Regions from separate parts of the Mus musculus genome. Here all the other regions are linked to region 1. Evidence: chromatin contacts called from public Hi-C data. All regions are on one chromosome and are shown on one strand. Each heading gives the region's core, a stretch centred on a gene start, on an enhancer-like site or on the middle of the called end of the contact. The rest is flanking DNA. Distances are from core to core; before and after follow the strand shown.

Region 1 (2,766 bases), core at 135-2,634:
CACACACACACACTTTCCACTTCCTAACTAGAGGGCAGCATCTCTATTTCCTCACCTTCCCCTCCTTGTCCCCTCCTGCCCTGACACCAGACACCCGAAGGCCCAGCACCTCACCTATTTTCACCTCCAGATCCTCGTTCAGGAAGAGGTTGCCCAGCTTGAGGTCCCTGTGAATGACCTGATTGCGGTGCAGGTACTGGCAGCCCAGGACTATCTGTCGCAGGTAGTAGCGGGCCTCAGGCTCGGTCAGTGCCTTCCTCCTCTTGTGCAGCTCCAGGAGGGACTGAGGAGGGAGAAAGAGGTCACTGAAGTCCAAGAAGAGTGGCTAGCTGGATGTGGCTAGGACTAGACGCTCGGAGTGGAGAGTCTTAGCAGGTTTCTGATAGTTCTACCCATACACTGGTTGGTCACTATCATTCACCAGACCCTCTCCTGAGTCTTCTCTCAACCCCACTCTCGACTCCCCTACCCAGGGCTTCCTCCTGGCAGGAGATTCCCTCCCTTTCCTGAAAGCTCTAAAATCTGACTCCAAACAGCCGCCCCCTCCCCCGACCCTGCCCCACTCCGGAAGTTAGAGGTGCGTGGCACACCAAGCCTGGGACCCTTCCTTAGCCACTTTATGAATCCATTTCCTGTACCGACTCGCTGCCTTGCGTCTGGGAGCTCCATCCCTAATAGCAACAGGATCTGGTCTCGGTTTCCCCAGAACCCCGGCCTCAGCAGTTCGGAGTGCCAAGTACCCTCGCTAGAAGCCTTTCCATAAAAGTTTGAAACCCAACCACTCCTCTAGGTCACTCCAAAACCTCGGTGCCCCTTTGTCAGCAAGTTCCAGGTGTGGGAGCCCCAGCACTGCGACTGAAACACTCACCCTCCTGCGACAGAGCTCCAAAACTACAAATACAAAGTCGCTGTCCTCAAAAAAGTCATGGAAGCCTACGACGTGTTGGTGTGCTAGGCTGCGGTGAATTGAGATCTCCATAGACATCTTCTCCTTCTGGTGGGGCTTGAGCAGCAAAGACTTAGGCACGATCTTGCCTGCGAACACCTCTTTTGTGTCTGCGTCTGAGATCTCGAAGCATTTGGCGAAGCCTCCTTTACCCAGAAAGCGCCCCCGTACATACTGCCGCCGGCTGCGTGGGTCCACTAGGACCTCCGGAATTTCTTTCGCCAGCGGGGCGGCCACTGGGGCACCGGGAACTGCATCTCCCGGAACCCCACCTTTCCCGAGGTCGGCTGGTGCTCGAGCCAGCTTTCCAGCTTTGGCCGCTGCATTCATGATGCCGAAGTTGCTCCACGAACCTGGCTGAGTCGGTGCAGAGGGTCCTGCTCTGCTCCGCTCCTCCCCGAATTCAAACGCGGCGCTGGGAACGTTACAAGGGCCTGCGCGTTGCTGATTGGCCGCGGGGATTTAAAATACAAACCCGCCCAGCGCGCGGCACCATGGGAGTGCTCTACGGCGCAGCCGCCTTTAAACTCCGATCTTGCCGGCGAAATTTTTAATGGGCAGGGACTGGAGGACTGCGTTTGCTCAGGATTGCCTGGGAAACCAGGAACGAAGCAACTACGTGAAGATCCCTAGAAGAACAGGATTCTGTCCTGCTTTCTGCTCCTCGGCTGGGGCGTGCTCATGTGGTTCACCTGCGCCTCCTCCAGGGGCTTCTCCTAACTGTTAAGATCTAACACCTTCCTCCACCGGACCCGGCCTTCTAGAACTGAAACTCCAGGCCAACCGGTAGCTTGAGAGTGCACCGCCTCCGCGGTGGACAGCCCTCTCCCCGGCTAGCCTAAATAAACCCAAAACTGAGCAAGCTCAGCAGGCAGATGCACCTTCACGGCGCAACGGACCGATCTCCTCTGTGGCACTAGGGGCTCCCAGCCCCTGAGAAGTAACTCAACCCTTCTCTTGAACAACGCAGGAGGCCAGCAGCATCTGCAGCACCTGGAATTCCCTAAGAAGGCAAAGGAGGGGCGTGGGTTCAGGATTACAAGTTAGCCGAGATCAGCCTCAGCTACCGCTCCACTAACCCCAAAGGAAAGAAACTTCCCAGGCATGACCTGCCGGTCAAACAAGACCTTCAGATGATTCCTATGCCCTGTGATATGTAAGAAACACCGGACGTCTGCCCCGCGATGCAAGGTTACCTGGGTTGTTCCAAGTTGTGTGGCCCAGAGCCCCAAATAGAAAAAATTAATTTTTTAGTCAGAGGTGGGGGGGTAGCTGGTTAGAAGAGTGCTAGCATGCCGGTATACCAAGGCCAAGTCTGCCCTGCCGAAGTGTCCGTTCAGCCTTCACTTAGGAAAAAAAAAAAATGAGCCGGGGCGTAATGGCACACACCTTTAATCCCAGCACTGGGGAGGCAGGCGGATTTCTGAGTTCAAGGCCAGCCTGGTCTACAAAGTGAGTTCCAGGACAGCCAGAGCTATACAGAGAAACCCTGTCTCGAAAAAAAAAAAAAAATGGATTTACAACATGTAAAAAGAGTGGCCACACAGAGCAGGCGTGTGGCTTTTCATAGAAAAAAACGGCCAGCTCTGGTCACTGTTCCCAGACACCCTCTTTGCCCCCCTGCCTATCTGGGCACTTAAGTGATACCTTCCGTTAGAAGCTGTTGTTGCTCTAGTTCCCCCAGGAGGGTCTTAGCAAGATCCAATTGCTGGATTGAGCAAAAAATGGCAGTGCTGCTGTCTTTCCCAGTCTCTGGGTAACGATTGTACTTTCTGAATAAGGCAGAGCTTTGTCTCCAAAAACTTAAGCTTGCCAGGAGT
Region 2 (3,110 bases), core at 318-2,817, 3.5 Mb before region 1:
CAAAATCAAGAAGGGAAAGAAAGGGAGAGAGGAAATAGAAAGCTATTACTTTTTTTTTTTTTTTTTCCTATTTGGAGGAGGGGTACACACAGCTATCTTCACTTAAAAGATCTAAGTTCAGGAGTAAGAGTTTCCTGTTTCTTGTTTGTTTAGAGACAGGGCCTCCCCAAGTAGCTTAGCTTTGGCTGACCTGGCACTCACTTTGTAGAAGAGGTCATCCTCACAGAGATGTCCTGAGGGCTGGGGAAGAGGCATGCACCACCGCTCTTGGCCTGAGGTTCGTTCTAAGTGAATAAATGTCTTGAAATTTTGCATTTATGTGGCAGCATCACAGATATAATACACACTTATATTGCTTAAAGGTCTTGTAAAGGAAAGGCTTAAAGGAGTCCAAGGACTCCTAGATTTTAAGAACCACTGTTCGACAGCAGGACAGGGCAAACTGATAAAACGCATTTTTTTATAGTGCCTCGAGGACAAAGGACAAAGGCACCCTTTAAGCAGATGTAACACATTCGATGGTAACATGTCTTTCCATGCTACATCCACTGGCTTTCACAGCAATGCAGAAGGAAGGGGCAGTAATGAACTGTGAAGCAGCACAGACCCTTCCAGTCTCCTCAGACATCAGTGTTCCCATCTGAAAAGCTGGATATCAGAACAGCTATTCCCAGGGAGCGCCTGAGTGTCCACAGTGATTCTAACCAGGCTGCCTTTAGCCTTACGACTGACTAACTAACTGGCTATCATAGTTTGAGACTTGCTCCTAAAAACAATCTGCTTCTGTACAGATTGGCAACTGGTTTATCAGTCACAGCCCACCAAACTTGCTCCCGTAGACATGTGCACTGGCAAGCTCTGGAATGGAAGGCTTCTAAAATATTTTTTTTTTTCAGATTTTAAACTCCCATCGTCCAGGAGTCTTACTCATGCTGTCTCTTGATTAGCTATTTGACTTTGGCCAGGCAAAGTGGCCTGCCTTGTCTGAGCCTCAGCTCCCTCGCCTGTAAAATAAGTGACTATCCCAAAGGACTGCTGTGAAACGTTTGCACTTGTCAGTAGCTACAGAAACCCTGGCACCGAACAGTACTCAGTTCACGTGAGTTATCAACAATACCGAAGCACATAAAACTCTTCCCAGCCCTTTCCCTCCACTCCTGATGCCAGGAGCTGACAAACGTACTCCCAAGGGACACGCTTACCGCCAACCAACTTCGACATTCCCATCGCCCATCCCAGGACCCCCGCAATCCTCCTCACGCCTCCCCCGCGCCAATCTCTTCCCCGTCCCCCCTCCCTAAGTCTGAGAGAGGGACTCCTACAAAACCACTCCCAGCCGTGGTCCCCATCCCGCACCGCCAGAACCTTCCCCTCAGGCTGGACACCATCCTGGGCCGGGGTCCCTGTGGCTAGGCGTTCCTCCCTGAGACACCTCCGAGGGATGAGGGACGGCCGCCCAACCTCCCGGCGGGGCCCACGGACACTAACCGTCCATCCCTAGAGGCGGCGGTTCCGGCCTCCCGAACCGGAAGCGGCCCTGACAGTGTTTGCAGTTCCCCTGGTTACTACGGGGTTCCGGACCAATGGAGGAGGAACTCTGATCATTGAGCCCGCCCTCGGGTAGCGTGACGTCACGGCGGAGCGCTGGGACTCCCCATCAGTCCTCCCTAGGCCTCGGATCGCTGTACGCAGGCGCATTGGGCCCTGGCCTCGGCGGCGAGGTGCGCAGGCGCCCCGGGCGCTGCTAACTGAAGCGGCCATGGACGCGCTCGAGTCGTTGTTGGACGAGGTGGCCCTGGAGGGGCTCGACGGCCTGTGCCTGCCCGCGCTGTGGAGCCGCCTGGAATCCCGCTCGCCTGCCTTCCCATTGCCTCTGGAACCCTACACGCAGGAGTTTTTGTGGCGGGCTTTAGCCACGCACCCGGGCATCAGTTTCTACGAGGAGCCGCGAGAGAGACCTGACCTGCAGCTCCAAGACCGGTCAGCCACCAGGGGTGGGGCGAGGGCTGAGAGCCTGGAGCGGGGCAGGATGGTGCGATGCAGAACGGGGACCGTGGGACGTGGGGGATGGGCGCGGGAGGCGAGCAAACCTGAGCTCTGCGCCCTAGCAGGCCGGAGTAGATGAGCTGGGGGATGGGGTATCCGCTGTGACGGAACTGTTTCCCAGTGTGTTAAAGGAGCGAGTCTAAAGAGTTCCTTTAAGTTGGGTGATAGGACGGGAGTAGGAAAGTGGTTAAAAAGTGGGACTAGGTGAGGTCCTTCAGGGACCTTTAGGGAGCGTTCGTTCCGAAAGCTAAGGCAGCTCACTGGAGGTCTGCATAGCCCCGAATAGCAGTGAAAGAGTAGCCGAGGTGGACTGGGCGCTTCCCATAGGTGGGTTCCAAGACCCAGTTCTGGAAGCGACAGAACTCAGTTCCGCGACACTGAGCGAGACACTATTGTCTTTTCATTTTACAGAGGAGGAAACTGACGCCGAGAGGTTAAGGGATTAACCTTAGGTTAAGTACAGGATTCAGGGATTGCTAAATGCACTTTTCCCTTCTCCTATCTGTCCTTCTCCAGGAGCAGAATCCAGCTCCTTGCATGCTCTGCCCTTAGCCTCAGCCCACCCCTTACTCCCCTGTACAAGTTTTTGTTAAGAAAGGGCTGACGAGCTGGTCTTGGTGTTACACGCCTTTAATCCCAGCACTTGCGAGGCAGAGGCAGGCGGATTTCTGAGTTCGAGGCCAAGGCTACACAGAGAAACCCTGTCTCGAAAAACCAAAAAAAAAAAAGAAAAGAGAAAAAAAGAAAAAAAAAAGAAGAAAGAGCTGACAATACAGTTCAGTGTGATTTCATATCATACCCGCTTGCCTCTGCACTCTAGCACTTGGGTTACAGGCATGCCCTACCATGCCCTGCAAGTTGGAACTCTTAAGCTATATTATGAAGGTCAGAGGAGGTTCTAGAGGTAATAATGAACCAGATAAGTTTAGATTTAGGCGGCCACTTGGCAGAGTGCTCTGAACAAGCAACACCAAGTAGAATAGCTTAACGGGAGAGAAGTGAACTGCGTGCGCCTGAAGAGTACGCTTGGAAGCAGGGAGCGTGGAAAGTTTTACAACACCCTG
Region 3 (2,807 bases), core at 9-2,508, 4.2 Mb before region 1:
TGGTCTGGCCTACCTGATAAGTTCTTGGATCTGGTTTCCCCAGTTTGATTTTTTTAGGGGGGGGGGTCGGTTGAGACCGGCTTTTTCTGTGCAGTGCTGGCTGTCCTGGAACTCACTCTGTAGACCAAACTGGCCTTGAACTCACAGAGATTTGCCTGCCTCTGCCTCCCAAGTGCTTGATTAAAGTCTTGTGCCACCACTGCCCAGTGATGTCTGCATTTCAAAGAGAAGACTCTACCTTGAATTGCTGAGTTGTGAAAAGGCAAGGGGTTTATTAAGACATTAGAAGGATTAGCATATGCACAACCATGGTACTGACAGTACTTACATTTTTTTCAGTTAATTTCCACATGCATGAGTGAATGCCAGCAGGGTATTGACCAGCAGACAAACATTAAACCATCAAAGACCTCTCAGAATTCAGACCTTTCTGAGTTTTGAAGTTGTATTGTTTCCCAAACGAGCTAAGTGTGCATAGCATGTTGCTGGAAAGCGCAGCTAGCTCCCAGTCAGTCTACAATCACGAGCATGAACCCTGGTGCTCTGTAGTACATTGTGCAGATAAGCGGCAGCAAGGCCTTTATCAAGAGTAACCCCGCTGTAAACCGAGAAGCATTCATATTTCAATGATCAGGAAAGAGGAGCCAGAAGGAAGCCTCTTTTCTTTGCAACAGGGAAGTAAGTCTCTTATTTTAATTTGTAATTGTCTTAAAAAGTGTTTCTGAGTTGTGCTGTGCTATGACATATATTGTTTTGATATTGTGTTTGTAGAGTATTTCAGAGGTGACATGCATGAAGGTGTTTAGTGTGGAATGGAACTCCTGCCACACAGAGGTTGAGGACACAAAAGGAATCCACAGCCCAAGATCTTCAGCTTCTAACCTTAGTTCCACAAGGCTTTTTCTGTGGCTTCCGAGAATGAGGACTACAATTCCCAGGATGCGCCAGTCTTTCACCAACCAGGAAAATGGATTTCTCTAATGGGCGGGCCCTGGGGAAGGCTGGGTCAGGAGGAAATTTAGCCAATGGATGAACTGTACAGAATCGAAACCTTTTTTGATTGTACCAAAGAGATTGGAATCTTTGGCGCCTTTGTTTTAGTGGAGGGTAGGTGATAGACAGGTAAGTAGACCAATGAGAACGTGGATAGGCGGATCCAGAGCGTGTGGGCGGGAAGAGATGATGACCGGCAGGCTGTTCGTCCAATGAAAGGGACAGACGCTAATACGGTGGGCCGGTGACTGTGTAGAGGCCGGTGTTTGTGGAAGCAGTGTGGGAGATGGCGGAACCACTGAGGGGACGTGGTCCGAGGTCCCGCGGTGGCCGAGGCGCTCGGAGAGCCCGAGGCGCCCGTGGCCGGTGTCCTCGCGCCCGGCAGTCTCCGGCTAGGCTCATTCCAGACACCGTGCTTGTGGACTTGGTCAGTGACAGCGACGAAGAGGTCTTGGAAGTCGCAGACCCAGTAGAGGTGCCGGTCGCCCGCCTCCCCGCGCCGGCTAAACCTGAGCAGGACAGCGACAGTGACAGTGAAGGGGCGGCCGAGGGGCCTGCGGGAGCCCCGCGTACATTGGTGCGACGGCGGCGGCGGCGGCTGCTGGATCCCGGAGAGGCGCCGGTGGTCCCAGTGTACTCCGGGAAGGTGCAGCAAGGTCCCCAAGGAGGGTTGTTGGGGGAGTGCTAAGACTGGCGTGGCGGGTTTGGCTTGGGGCAGTGTGTGTGTGTGATGAATACTTTTAGATTGGAGATACGAGGGGGTCGGTAATGTTAGATGTATGGAGTTATCTGGGATTGTATCTTCGGGTAGAGGGAGGCTGAGAGAGATCGAGGGACGATCGAGGGAAGCTGGCCTTCTAGATGCGCTTCAGGGATTGGAGTCCTTAGAGAAGACAAGTGCTGGAATCGAGGGAAGAGCCATTCTTGTCTTAAGTAGGGTTGGCAGGATGTGAGACCCACCTCCTCTTCCCCCTTTTGTCTTCGTAGGTACAGAGCAGCCTCAACCTCATTCCAGATAATTCATCCCTCTTGAAACTGTGCCCTTCAGAGCCTGAAGATGGTAAGAGTGGGTTTGTCGGGAGTACCCTGCACTGGCTTCTCTGAGACTTCCTAGAGTTTACATCCCTGTAGTCAGTGATATCTCCCCCCCCCCCCCGCGCCCCCCCCTCGCTCCAGCACCCTCCGTCCCCCTGCCCCCACCCCCACCCCTTTTCTCTGTGCTTCAGTGGTATCTAGGGTCTGGAGAATGATGCTCAAGTGTTATCCAGTTGACACACAATTTTGATTCTAAGTGGTATTGGGAAAATGGACTCCTGAGTCTGAGATAGGGGAAAGTTATGGTCCATAAAGATGCTGGTTCATTAATCAGAAGTCACAGGAACCTACTTAATAGCCATGTCCACCCCTTCCCCTCTTCGGGTCCTAACGGGCATATGGATATGTTAGAGTGAAGTTTGAGGTACCTACCCTTGACATTTTGATCTGTGTTATCATAATAGGGGTGAAGGGAGTTCTGAGACTCTGTGACATCTTGTTACACTCCTACAGTGTTCCATTCCTTGGGAACACTTTGGAGCCAGAAGAGTGTTTCTTTGACTTTATCAGAACTGCCCATTCTTTATTCTCTACTGATAAGTTTTTGCAAACCCTTTAATAAGGCCAGTGACTACGAGTCAAGGCTAATAGGGGAGTGATAACAGTCTGCAAAGACCTGGAACTAAGACTCCTTTCTGTTAGGTGAGGGCGTGTGGTAGGCTGATTGAGAACAGGCTCAGGAGTCTTGTGGCCTGTATTTGAATCCTTCATAACTGTGT

Evidence for each region. Hi-C and Micro-C count contacts between places; a contact is called where the count stands out from the background.
Region 2: a contact with region 1 is called in a Hi-C map of B cells, with 5 read pairs. The contact joins the promoter of D430042O09Rik here to the promoter of Plk1 in region 1. A contact is called at or near these places in 1 of 39 promoter capture datasets (cranial neural crest) and 1 of 484 Hi-C or Micro-C datasets (B cells).
Region 3: a contact with region 1 is called in a Hi-C map of B cells, with 6 read pairs. The contact joins the promoter of Nfatc2ip here to the promoter of Plk1 in region 1. A contact is called at or near these places in 1 of 39 promoter capture datasets (cranial neural crest) and 1 of 484 Hi-C or Micro-C datasets (B cells).

Annotation. Positions count from the first base shown.
Region 1 is chr7:122,158,053-122,160,818 of GRCm38.p6, reverse strand. Plk1 (polo like kinase 1) reads right to left here and starts at 1,384. Exons shown (of 10, transcript NM_011121.4): 1 at 869-1,384; 2 at 115-283. The coding sequence starts at 1,276.
Region 2 is chr7:125,706,327-125,709,436 of GRCm38.p6, reverse strand. D430042O09Rik (RIKEN cDNA D430042O09 gene) reads right to left here and starts at 1,567. Exons shown (of 28, transcript NM_001081022.2): 1 at 1,489-1,567. The coding sequence starts at 1,495. It overlaps Gtf3c1 (general transcription factor III C 1), which reads left to right and starts at 1,749. Exons shown (of 37, transcript NM_207239.1): 1 at 1,749-1,980. The coding sequence starts at 1,760.
Region 3 is chr7:126,395,188-126,397,994 of GRCm38.p6, reverse strand. It overlaps Nfatc2ip (nuclear factor of activated T cells, cytoplasmic, calcineurin dependent 2 interacting protein), which reads left to right and starts at 1,258. Exons shown (of 8, transcript NM_010900.3): 1 at 1,258-1,639; 2 at 1,981-2,053. The coding sequence starts at 1,280.